3 separate regions of the Mus musculus genome follow, and regions 2 and 3 are each linked to region 1. Evidence: chromatin contacts called from public HiCAR-type and promoter capture Hi-C data. All regions are on one chromosome and are shown on one strand. Each heading gives the region's core, a stretch centred on a gene start, on an enhancer-like site or on the middle of the called end of the contact. The rest is flanking DNA. Distances are from core to core; before and after follow the strand shown. Region 1 holds the start of Ackr3 (atypical chemokine receptor 3). Region 2 holds the start of 4933400F21Rik (RIKEN cDNA 4933400F21 gene). Region 3 holds the start of Prlh (prolactin releasing hormone).

The links. Promoter capture Hi-C pulls out the DNA fragments that hold promoters and counts their contacts. HiCAR-type assays count read pairs that join an accessible place to other places.
Region 2: a promoter capture Hi-C map of stem cell-derived epiblast-like cells shows a contact between it and region 1, with 4 times the contacts expected there. The contact joins the promoter of 4933400F21Rik here to the promoter of Ackr3 in region 1. A contact is called at or near these places in 3 of 39 promoter capture datasets (the 3T3-L1 cell line, hippocampal neurons and stem cell-derived epiblast-like cells) and 1 of 115 datasets of contacts at active chromatin or transcription factors (embryonic hindbrain).
Region 3: a contact with region 1 is called in a HiCAR-type map of fibro-adipogenic progenitors, with 7 times the contacts expected there. The contact joins the promoter of Prlh here to the promoter of Ackr3 in region 1. A contact is called at or near these places in 9 of 39 promoter capture datasets (the 3T3-L1 cell line, 3T3-L1-derived adipocytes, the SN4741 cell line and 5 more), 12 of 484 Hi-C or Micro-C datasets (adipose-derived mesenchymal stem cells, cerebellum, cerebral cortex and 7 more), 6 of 115 datasets of contacts at active chromatin or transcription factors (the NIH/3T3 cell line, embryonic limb bud, extraembryonic endoderm stem cells and 3 more) and 1 of 9 other capture datasets (embryonic stem cells).

What each region holds. Positions count from the first base shown.
Region 1 is chr1:90,201,906-90,206,176 of GRCm38.p6, reverse strand. It overlaps Ackr3 (atypical chemokine receptor 3), which reads right to left and starts at 2,197. Exons shown (of 2, transcript NM_007722.4): 1 at 2,090-2,197.
Region 2 is chr1:89,681,970-89,686,116 of GRCm38.p6, reverse strand. 4933400F21Rik (RIKEN cDNA 4933400F21 gene) reads left to right here and starts at 2,225. Exons shown (of 4, transcript NR_015540.1): 1 at 2,225-2,430. The region is part of intron 9 of Agap1 (ArfGAP with GTPase domain, ankyrin repeat and PH domain 1); the gene reads right to left.
Region 3 is chr1:90,951,257-90,955,177 of GRCm38.p6, reverse strand. It overlaps Prlh (prolactin releasing hormone), which reads right to left and starts at 2,070. Exons shown (of 2, transcript NM_001101647.1): 1 at 1,974-2,070; 2 at 1,166-1,329. The coding sequence starts at 2,070. The coding sequence ends at 1,166.

The DNA of each region.
Region 1 (4,271 bases), core at 948-3,447:
TCCTGCCTCAGCCTCTGGAGTTCTGGAATCACAGGCATGCACCCAGCCTAACAGGCGACAAGAAACATTTTAATACCTGATTGTCCTTAAGAATCCCTGGTTGCTTAGCTGAAAAGTACAAATGCCTTTGGGGGCCCAAATTCCATTCTGTTTGCTACAAGATCTCAGAAAAGTAAAAGTTCTAAAGTTGTTGGGGCCCTTTCCCCCTCCTCCGTGACTCTAAAAGTTTATAAAGGAGTGGCCCTTCAGACTCAGCTCTGAGTAACTGCAACCAACTTCCCTGTGTAGATTTGAAAATTAGAGCACTCTGCCTCAAATCCTCACACAAAAAGCCACTGTTCTGACTAACCAGGGTGTTTCATGGTCTTTCTTTCTTCTTCTTCTTCCATTTTTTTTATCCCATTTAGAAAGCCTACCCTTGGCCAGCTCTGGGTCTGATTAGAAATCATAATACTTTCTTAGCTCCCTAAGGGTTTGCTAATAATACTGGATAAACTCCCCTCCAAAGCCCTGACTCAGTTAAGCACAAGCATGCAGCCGTGTAGCTTTCTGGAACTTTAAAATATATGTGTGTGATTGCACTGTGCATGCCCCTTTAAAAACAAACTGGAGGAACCCAACAGGCAGCTAGCAAGCAGTCGGACTTCCCCAGCTTTTACACCTCTGCTCCCAGACAGATCCTTCCAGCCCCTGCTGCCTCCTGGAGGCAGCAGCTGAGCTCAGCAGAGAGCAGCACAAAGTGTTCACCGCTCAGACTGGGGGAAATTAGAGCAAAATGTTTCCAAGCTGGAGCCTGTGCACAGCTCCCGATCGAAACAGGGTTTTCATTTCATTTGGGGCAGGCTTCTATTCAGATGGGAGAAAGACGGGGACTTGGGGGCTTTATCCATTTACAATCTGCAACGAGCCAGGCACAAAAAAACAGAACCACCCCCATCCCTCCTTTCTGGTCCTATCCATTGAGCTCCACATTCTCCTGAACTAAATAAAGACCACAAAGCCAGCATCTGCTCCTTCAAAGAAAAACAAAGTTTCCATACTGGCCACAGCACAGACTGGGGTCTCAGGGATGCCACTAACCCAAGACACCTTTAAAAAGATGCTTGATCCTACCTCACATCGAAACAATTAATTAATCTGTTTGTGAGCAAATGAATGGAGAGACAGAGAGAGAAAGGGGAAGAGACAGCCAGTCTGCCTTTCACAGTGCCTCATTTTCCTAGTAGCTAGCAGCCAGGAGTCTTGGCTGACCAGGATCCCCTGACCTCAGAGTCTCCCTCACTCCCAGCCACCCAGTGAACCTTTATGCACCCTAACAAAAGTCAGCAACACTCACAGTTCACTTGGAGAGTAGATTTAAATTCAAATACTAGATTTCTTAGTGTCTGCTTTTTTTTTTTTTTGTCCCAATTGAAGTTGGACAACACTTTCTAGGAGAACAATAAATACTCAAAATTAGATTAGCAGGGGTGCCATGAAGAGATAAGATGAAGAGGAGCTAACATTCAATTTACAACTTCCAGAATTCAGGAGCTGTGAATTAATCCATCCCCACCCCCCAGAGCACGGAGTTTAAACTCATCCTAGACTCAGAATGCTCAGCCCAGTTGTCTGGTCCGCTGAAGGATGCCTCTGGGCATATCACATGCCTTTCTGGAAGTGCGCTTGTGGTTTTTACAGCCAATCTGATAACCAGAAGTAGGAGTGGGCAAACAGTGATGCCAAGCTCACCCCTAAGCTGGCTTTGGGCAACCTCAATGGGGCATCCCACATTCTCTGCAAAGTTTCCCTGCTTCCTGGAACTTAAGTACTCACAGAAACAAATCAGAGTCCAGTAGCAAACAAACATACACAGAGGTTTCCCTCCACAAATGACTGAACTCAGATCCCCCAAATCAGGAGCAGTAGCTTGCAATGCAGGCATGCAGCGTGCTTTGAGCTTTCCAATCCGGACCTGCAGGCTCTAAAGCCCCCAGCTCAGGGATCCAAGAGTTCTCAGAAAAAGCCCAGTTCTCGTAAGAACAGGAGTCCTGCCCCTTGCCGTAGTTGCTCGGCAAAGCTGTCGCAGAAGCAAGGCTTTCTTACTTACCTCAGGGCTTCCTGGGCTGTGGTTTGCCTTCCTGACGGTGAGCGCTGCAGGCTCCTTCAGTGCTGAGCAGTTTGTAGCAACTGAGATCTCTCAGGGCTCCGGACTTGCCTTTTATATACACTGCGGGAAAGTGCCTCTAGGTGGCAGTTTTGCAACCCTCGGCTCTCCTCCCGCCCCTCCTCTCCCACCACAGCGCGCAGGCATGCAGGCTTGTACAGGCGCACACGCCCTCCTGTAACCCTCTCTAGGTTGTTGTTTCCTGCACAAACACATTCTTGGGAGCCCTCAGATCCCTCCCTTTGCAAAGGCTAGATCCTATTGGGGGAAATGTCAGCAGAAGAAAAACCAAAAGAAGTCCTAGGACGTTCCAAAATGATAGAATATTGATCCAGTCTCAGGTATAGCTTTTAATAATCCCATGAGCACCGGGAGTTCCTTTGAATGCCTGTAGCTTCAGGGAAGACTTTGTTCCCAAGACAAATTACTCTGAACTTCTGAACTTCGATGTTGGTTTGTCAAGCTTGCTCTTTCTTTGTCGATGCCTCCTGGACAGAAGTCACATTTTGGAAAGGGGACGATTAATCGACCCTGTACCGCCATCACCCAGAAGTGAGGGAAAGTGCCTTTAGGTTGGATCCAGATTCTGCTGGAACTCTTACACAAAGTCCTTAAGGCCCTATTAAGACCGTGTTCCACGGAGTCGAGCAGTGCCAGTCACTGAAAAGGCCTTGTCGCAGGTGAGGTAGAGTCGTCATTGTGAGCTTAGCCAACTTTTATCGCAGTCCTCATCTTTATCAAAATCTACATTCTAATCGCGATGCACATTGCTAAGATTCCCTGTTTTGTTTTTTAAATGTGTCTCTTGCAATTCCCCATTTAGTAAAACTCAAGCACAAAATGACCCAATCTTTACTTTTAAAGCCGCGCCACTGTAACGCCTCCCCAAGTGCCCCCCACCCTCCAAAGGGCTGGTGGTCACTCTGCTCTCATGCCCCCCTGGGCCTCTGAAAGGCAGTTACAGCACCCACAGTTGAGGCGCGGGCTGTACGCAAAATCTGCCTTCACCAACACTTGCCGAGTCTATTTTCTAAGTCTCCGGAGAGTGACTGCTGAACACAGGAACCCGAGAACTTGGGGATCAGAGTCTCACGTAGGCTAGAGAGCTTCGGTCTAGGGAAAAACCTTAACAAAAGAAGTGGTTTGTTTAAACAGCCTTGCACTTTACTCCTGGCGGGGCAGATCCTGCTCAGTGAGCTCCTGAGGAGCACACCTGCTTTCCGGGCTGTGGGAGGGGTGTGTGTCTGCAAGGAGTAGTGTGAGATCTGGTGGGGGGTCATACGGCCTCCTGGGGAGTCTGTGACCTCAATGCAAGGGAGAGGCCCTGAGGCCTGTGGGCGGAGTCTGTGGCCCGGAGATGTGGTCTGTGGTCTCAAGGGTGGATCTGGGTCTAGCTAGAGGTGGGCGGTCCTACAGCCACAAAGACTGGTCTGTGGCCCCAAGGGGAGGGAGGTCTGAGTCAACAGGGAGGGTCTGTAAGAACAGGGAGTGTCCTATAGCATCAGGCAGGGACCTCTGAGGCCTCAGGGTCAGAAAAGGGTCTGGGGCCTCCGGACCCAGCTGGGCCGTACTACCCCAGGCCTTCTAGCTTTCATTCACTGAAGACGAGGCACTATTAGCAATCCGCCCCAGTTTGGGATGCCAAAGCGCCTGCGCATCGCAGCACGCCCAGGCCCGGGGCCAAATCCTCTGCAGGGAAGGTTCTTGACTGCCTTTGTCCAGAGCCCAGCACTGCCTGGGAGCAAAGCAGAGACCTGCCCTCGTGCGGCCATCCCAGGATGTCCACAACAGGGGCCGGCTCTGCTTCTCACCGCGACACATGGACCAAGGCGGACCTCAGAGAACTGGACTTCCCAGGGGGAAATGCGCTTGCTACAGCAGAGCCATATTGATGAGACCATGCACTTACTTGCTAAGAAAGAAGATGCAAAGTAATTTTTTAAAAAGTAAAAAAGTACACACCCACCCTGAGAGAGAGAGAGAGAGAGAGAGAGAGAGAGAATGAATCAAGGGTGAGCATGTAGTGTTTTCTAAGAAGGCATTGATGTTCCCCAGCTCCAGAAAAGATTGACTTGGTAAGGTTAAGCCTATTGGGCTGAGACACAGCATGAGGTCCTATTTAATG
Region 2 (4,147 bases), core at 976-3,475, 520 kb after region 1:
TCAGTTGAAAATGAAAGCTAACCAGCATAGCATCTTAAAAGGTGACTAGTAAGATCCCAACTATATGATACTGTGTTTTGCAAAAGGCAAATGACCAGTGGGACCTGGGAACGGAGGAGAGAGGACTGAATAGGTAGAAGGTTCCAGAACCTTTGAGGCATACCACATTGTAATTACTTGGAACGATGATACAGTGTTAGTGCATACTCTTGGTATATGTTTGTCCAAACCTATACAATGCACTATACCAGGAGTCAGCCCTCATGTGGAGTGGAGTCTGGACAATGTTGAGTCTTGTGTGACCACAATTTGTATGAAGTATATCATCAAGTGGGGACCCTGGTACTGGAAGCCCTGTGAGTATGTTCTCAGAATCTTCCCACCATAAGACATGTTTGGGAAATACTCACTAGGACAATGGTGACAGACCTTCCTCAACTTACTCAAAGAACCCCGCATCCTCCAAGACCACTTCTCTCAGAAAAAATTCTGAGCCCACAGAAGCCCATGAGATCCCACACTGGATTCTTCAGCCCATGATGGCTTCCTCCAAAACCTGCTGTTTGTCGAGGAAAGAACAAACTTTATCTGAAGTTTTTTTGGGTTACCAGACAGCTGACGGAATAATGTTATAGAAGGAAAACAGCAAATCATTCAGTCCAAAGCCTTCCTGCACCAGGCTTGCTTTGACCTGGGGAGGGACAGTGCCACTGTGGACAAACACAAGAGACTCTCGGAGATTACCACAGAGCAAAGAAAGCCTCAGCACGGTAAATACTTAAGTGGCCCTTTAAATATGACAGACTTACTGATAAGTACACTGAGAATCAAGGGCAGCCATGATGATTTTGGGTTAGCCCACCTACTGTCATGGGGACTCCTATATAGAGGCAAGTTCTTCCACATCTATATCTTCAGTGGTCCCAATCCATCTGTCTTCATGTTCTTTCTCTGTTTTAATCCCAATAGCCCTCCACTGGACCCTGTAGATGCCCCCCCCCAACCTGCAACAGCTCAAATCAAAGCATTCAGGTCTATTCTAGAATAAACATGGTGCATGCTCAATAGAAATGGCACCTTGGGAGCTTGTTCCTAGAGTTTGCAGCAGGAGTGACAGTTATTGGTAAGTCTTTGTCCAAGAAGGGTCTTCTAATATGGAGGAAGATTTTCTCTTCAATCAAGGATGCTGTCTGGGGAAGAAAACACACACAGTGTGCAAGGAACAGGGAGACACCCACCTAGATGGCCAGATAGACAAACTGACCCTGTCCATCAATGAGGTGACAGACATTGTAGTCACAGAGCCTTCACATCCAGATCACTAGTCTGAATGCTTTTGGTATTTTTTCCTGGGCTAGGGATGAGGTTTCACGTATCTTGGGACAATGGGCGATACCAGTGAGTACAGCCCCCCATCAGACCCACGATCACAACAGCAGCAGCCACCCCCAATCTGTTGTGTACCCTTGGGCTAGAGCCATTAAGTGCATTTCTGACTCACAGTATTTTCAATATACAATTGCCATCAAAGTTCAGTGCATAGGAGGGAGTCCCTATGTTCTTATTCTTGAGCTTGACTAAAGTGCCATGGAGCCTCCATTCGGAGGACACATTTGCCCTTGCAGACTGGGGTGACATTGTTGTCCACCATACTCAAGGCAGCAAAAGACAAGCTTCAACAGAGGGCATATGCTCCAGTTATCTGCAGAAATGACTGACGTGCCTCACTACCAAGACAAGGGCAGCTGGGCTGATTCTGTTGATTCCAGTAACTACCACAGCACAGGCTCTGCCTGCAGCCCATCATGGAACAAACAAGAATTTCAGTCATTGGAAAAGTCCTGGTGGCACGCCACCTCCAACCACCCAGAGTCTGGCTGTAGAAAAGAAGGCTACAGGAACGTTAGAAGACTTGGTCTCTGATTAGCCCCTGTGCCAGGCAGGAAGGCACAGTGGTCCTTAACACTGAGAATCAAAAATCTTGTGGGGAGGTGGACTTGAGGGTGGGGTCTGGGTCTAGAAGATGTGTCCCAAGGGGGTAGGACCCTTTGATCGTCTCAGACTGTAAAGCAGTGTCTCAGGTCTGTGGGATCTAGGAACACCAGAGGTAGCAGAAGTCAAACCCCCACACCCCCCACCGACAAAGCCCATCTTAGAATGTAGCGTATGCACTGTCTCCTTGGACACCTCTCTCTAAGCATTTTCTGCAAACCTTCTAGAACACAAACAACATGGGCTTCCCACTGAAAGCTTTAGGGCTACAGCACTGCCAATCCCAAGCTCTGTGGCTCTGAGAGTGCAGTCAATCTTCACTTCTTAAAGATGGCTATGAGGACAGACTCCCCCGTCCTAGGTTAAGCCTGGGGTCTGCTCTGGGAGCTCTGGATAGACCAGTGACAGGAGGATTACTACTGGATTCCTGACCTCAAGGTCTGCATACCGTGGTTGGGGTGGGGGTGGAGGTAAGGGTGGGGGTGGGGGACGGGGGTGGGGCTGGCATGGCATGGCCCTGGAACATGTCAGCAACACAGGTCAGCTACTTTGCTGTTCTGGGAACTCAGTCGCTGCCAGTGCCCAAGAAACACCCATTTCCCAGAAACCTGAGAACAACTAGCAAATACCCATCACAGGAATCTAAAGGTCAAGATCACTACCAACATTCTTCCTCCTTCCAAGGATCTGTAATAATTCTATCAGACCACCTTTCTGTACAAAAGCACCATTTCAGCAGGTTGTTTAGCAGTCTCAGTAAGCCCTCTAGAAAGTTCACTGCCACATAGAAACCTGCCGGGCTTACCTTCCTGGACCATGAGAAGCTTCCATCAGCAGATAAACCTTTGTGATAAACCTTGAAGTAGAGCTTAGGGCACAAGACATAATTCAGGACGATACTTGCCATGTATATTTCAGAGCACATGTAGGCTGGAGTCCATGTCCATGTCCCCTCTCCTCCCTTCAGGAACCATGTACGGCAAAGTAATATATGACAAAGTACCTCACACATGAAGAACTTTCAAAAGTCATTGATAAGGTTCATTAATGTATCAAAATGTCACCTAGTCATTGTGAGCCATTAAAAATTATTAGTACAAGTATTAGGAAAAATACTCATTAGAGTGCAGAAATATGCAGAGAAATACCAAGTATATACAGCCATCACCTTGGAGGTGCCCTGCCAGTCCTTGTCTCCTGTGTCAGACCTTCAGCCTAAACCCCGAATCCCAGCATGCACGTGATGATGGGTCTTGGTGGAGAACCAGATTCACGGAAACCCCTGAAAAAATAGTTAGCAATTCCAGGGGAAATACTAGAAATTATCTTCAAACATGAGATGCTTACAGAAGGCAAAAGCCCTATTTGTAACATCTCATGTTTACAACCGTGTCGTCCCAATCTGAAAACCCATGCATTTCCTCTCCTCTGCACTGGGAAGCTGTGCAAGCCATGATCATCAGAAGCCCAGGGCTGTACATGTCCCTTGCTTCTTGCATCCCTCAAGGCCAAGTGGGACTTCCTGCCGAACTCTCTTATTAAGTGGAGAGCCTTCTACGTTATCTGAAAACTGAAGGCAGTTGACCTAATAATGTATAGGAGCCAGCAGAACCAGGCAGTAAGATAATAAAGCCATCGCTTTGGTAGATGCTGGCCAAATCCTGACCTTTTATGCTCTGGTGCAACAAAAGGGTGAACTTAGGTAACTGCGCAGGAATTTCTGCTAAGGGCAGCATAGTTAGGCCTGTGGGCAAACAGTGATGAGAACGTTTAAGGGTGTGTGGAAACAGACAATAAGGATGGAGCTAAACACTAAACACAAGATGAAGAGCACCCCTTTCTTTCATGACGGACAACAAAATTCTAGCACCTCTGAGTAGCAGAGGCTGTATACTGTAGGACCTCCAGAGGCCGCATGTCAGTGAGGAACGTTCCAGCAGCCTGGGGTTTCTCATCAGAGGGCTGGGTGCTACAGGAATCTAACCCTCCAAGCTACCTCTGTCCCTGGCACGGTAAAGGCATTCAGATTAAGTATTTATTGCCTGGTATTGTTTACACTGACCAAGGTGCAGATCTATCTACCAGTTGAATAAGAGAATAGCTGTGTCAAACTGATAAAGGACTAATTAATGCTACCCACAGCCTTATTCTAAAA
Region 3 (3,921 bases), core at 821-3,320, 750 kb before region 1:
GCCTATAGGATCAAAAAGAATGGGGTCAAGTCTCTGGGATTCTCCTCTGAGCAGGAAGTAGGTTAACATACCCATGTGTGTTGGTAGCTGCAGGATTCTGCAAGGGACAAGGAATGGGGTGTGTTCAGGGTGATGAGGGGCACCACATTGTCACTGAACTGGTGGAGCCACGTAATACATTTGCCCAAACAGCAGACACAATGCCGAACATGCACCTATGGATAGCATAGGTCCTGTGCGATGACACTTGGTGGCTTCATAGGCTGTAATGAATGTTCTCTGTTCTGGGTGCTAGGAACAACACTTTGATAGCATCTAATTTTTGCAGCAAACCCCTAAACATCTCTAAATGTTAATCTTAAAAATGCTGCCGGGCGTGGTGGCGCATGCCTTTAATCCCAGCACTTGGGAAGCAGAGGCAGGCGGATTTCTGAGTTCAAGGCCAGCCTGGTCTACAAAGTGAGTTCCAGGACAGCCAGGGCTTTACAGAGAAACCCTGTCTCGAAAAACCAAAAAAACAAAAAAAAAACAAAAAAACAAAAACAAAACAAAACAAAACAAAAAAACAAAAAAACAAAAACAAAAACAAAAAAAAAAAACAAACCAAAAAATGCCAAGAGAAGGACGTGAGCCATGCCAGGGGCGTTGTGTGGCTTTTCTCTGGGACCAAGTATCTTACATAGTGTAGTGTGTGGTTACCCTGGCTTTATGCAGTATGCAAGCTGAGCATGTGTTCAGGGTACCTTGTGTAGGTGGAAGCTTGTGGGAACAAGTGACCAAGAAAAGGGCACCCCATTTCTGGGCAGTGATGTGGTTTTGGGGAACAGGAATTTATAGGAACACTGAATCAACATTCCCTTCCCCCACTGCAGGGTCTTAAGGGACCAGGACAACCTCTGTGGGGCCTGGTAATGAGCGATCTCAGTTGTTCTATTGGGGGCAGGTGGGAGCCTCTTCTTTCCAAAGAGGTTACTGGGTTCTGAGCTTCTTTCATGGTTACCCTCCCCAGAGAGAAAGCACCTTCCGGTTTGTTACCACATAGTTACAAGTGTACAATAAACAAAGCCAGCACTTTTATTAGATCAGAGGGAAAACCGGAAAGGGAGGGTGGAGGAGGCTCTGCGGGGGGACAGGGAGGGTGGGCTTGGGCTCAGCATCACTGTCTTCATGAGCTGTGAGAGAACTTGGCACTTCCATCCAGTGGGAAGCAGCTTAGCCGGCACCGCAGGCCAGGTCCGGTGACATCCCTCAGGGCTGCCCTCCTCCTCCCGAAGCGGCCCACAGGCCTGATCCCACGACCCGTGTACCAGGCAGGATTGATGTCAGGGGCTGGAAAGGAAAGAGTCAGAGCAGCGTATGGGACACGGGAGCCCCTAAGCTGATGGAAACCTGGGCACCAGGCCATGTTGGCACCCACCCTGATTACACTGGCTGGGCATATCTGGGCAGTGGTGTGGCTTTAGGGAATTTATTTAGACATATGCCAGGATCAGTATTCTCTTCCTGTCTGACTGTCATCCTCCAAAGTCTTAAGGGACCCCACAAAGATGGGTTAGGGGAATGATGAGGACAGGAAACAGGACCATTCTGGGGAGATCTTAACAGGACCAATCTCCCAACTGACTGCATGGTAAGGTAGCTTTTGCTTAGATCCCAGAGGCTCTCAACCTGTGGGTTGTGTCCCTTTTGTTTGGGGGGAAGGGCGCATATCAGACATCCTGCATTTCAGATATTAACATTATGATCCATAACAGTAGCAAAACTTACAACTATGAAAACAGCATCACAATAATTTTCTGGCTGGGGGTCACCACAACATAAGGATCTGTATTAAAAGTTCTGTATTAGGAAGGTTGGAAACCACTGGCTTAGGAGATGGCTAACCTCCCATTCAGGGGCTGGGTACTCAAGGCATTTGGGAAGCATATGGATGGGAGGTGACAGTGGCTGTCCTCCATATGCCAGGCACTCACTGCGGGTCTCCATGGAGTGCTGGTGGGCTCGGCTGGAAGCTCCTGGGAGGACTAAGCCTAGCAGCAGCAAGCACAGAAGCCAGGTCCTCGGTGCCATGCTTCCGGCTTCCTGGATGATGCCCTGGAGATTGGATCCTGAAGCCTGGGGGTAGAGATGCAGAGTACGTTGTATGCACAAAGCCAGGAGGGACCCTAGGTTGTTTGTACAGATGTACGTGTGTGTGTGGTGCGTGTCCGTGCCTATGAGGTGTGCAAATGCATATGTTTAGTGCACATAGCTACAATTATCAGGGGAGAGGTGTGAGCTGTGCACAGGTGGCTGTCTTGGGACATCCTTGGGTCTGTCTGTCCATCTGTGTCAAGAGCTGGGAGGTAGACACCCAGGCCTTGGTGGGAAGCAGATTTATGGGCAGCCTTGTGGTCAGCAGAGGTGGAGAACAATTTGCCCAACCTCAGAGGTAGCTAGGAGTTGGAACATATTGGAACCTCAGTGCCCAGGCTTTCCTCACACTTTGTCTGGGATCTCCTGACACTGAGAGCCAGGCAGGCAATGGAGGACACTTAGCATCCCACATCCCCAGAGAGCTCACACCTCACAGCCTCTACAATAACCCAGGACTTTAGACTCAGTTTGCTGAGACTCCAGAATGGGCCTCTCCTCACAGAGTCCCCCTGAATGACATGGGAAGGCTGCCGCCACTGTGTATGGGAACTGGTACCCTGCTGATGGAGTGTTCTGACCTACCACATAGCATCCACCTGTGATACTTCCTGCAGGGGACCCTTTTCTTCCTACCCCTGACATTTCAGGTCCTATTAGAAGATGCTCAAGGAAGACCCCCCCCCAGCTGACTTTGACGCTCCAGCTTCTCCTTGTCCACACAGCGCTGTCCATCAGAGCTCTTTAAATGCCCACCCTCTCCTCCTCCTCCTCCTGGGATGTCCCACACAGTGAAGGGGAACCCTAACTAGAGGAATGGAGGAGCCACCATGAATCATTGTAAAGACTGCACCCACTCAGGCTGGGTGATGGGGACTGAGAATGCTAACTGATCCTGAGTTCTGAGCCTTTCTGGAGGGTGCCTTCTGGGCTTTGCTTGAGGTGTCCCACTGAGGGCCACCTTCACCTGCCCTCCATCATGGACAGCCCTTGAGTGTCAGAGACCCCAGAATGGTGTGTGGTCCTAGACCACAGACCACAGGTAGTTCTCTCTGCTTGTCCTGCTTGGTGCCCGCACTTGGCTGCCCAGTAAGCCTGGCAGAGAAAACACTTGTGGAGAAGCTGGAAGTCACAGCAACACCCAGCCCTCTCCAGCACTGCCAAGTTACTCACCCTCTCTCTGTCCCTTGAGTGTGGCGATAAGGCTGCCTGGGCGTGAGGTGAGGTCTGCCTGCCTGCTTATCTTTTATAGGCCAACAAGGAGGCAAAGGACGCCCCCAGACCCCTCCTTGAGATGGCGTCTTTGCTTATAGCCTGCAGTTTCCACTACGTCTCTTCTCTCATCATCTCATCAAGACACTCCGTCTTTTTTTTCCTTTCCTTTCTTTTTTTACCTTCTTAAAAAAAAAAAAAACCCAAACCTCTCATCACTGACGTGGTTTGTTCCTTCCTGAATTATATAATTTCATTTGGGCCAAGTGGCTTTAAAACACATTAACACCCCCCCTGCCCCCTCTTCACGCTCTCCTTTGGGCAGACTCCACAGTGACGTGTCCACCCGTCCTCTCAATGTGAACTAGAATATGGCCTCTTCTGAATACTTGTCCCACCTGAGCCATGACTTCCTGGAATTGTGGCCAGGAAGTCCCTTGAACCCAGGTGGGTACCTCCTACTCTGGTTGTCCCCTCAGCTTGCTTATCCACATGCACGGTCTCTAGACACATTTTCTCTGGTTCATCCTGAGTCTATGGCTGAGAACACACCAAGTTTATTGATACAATACAATC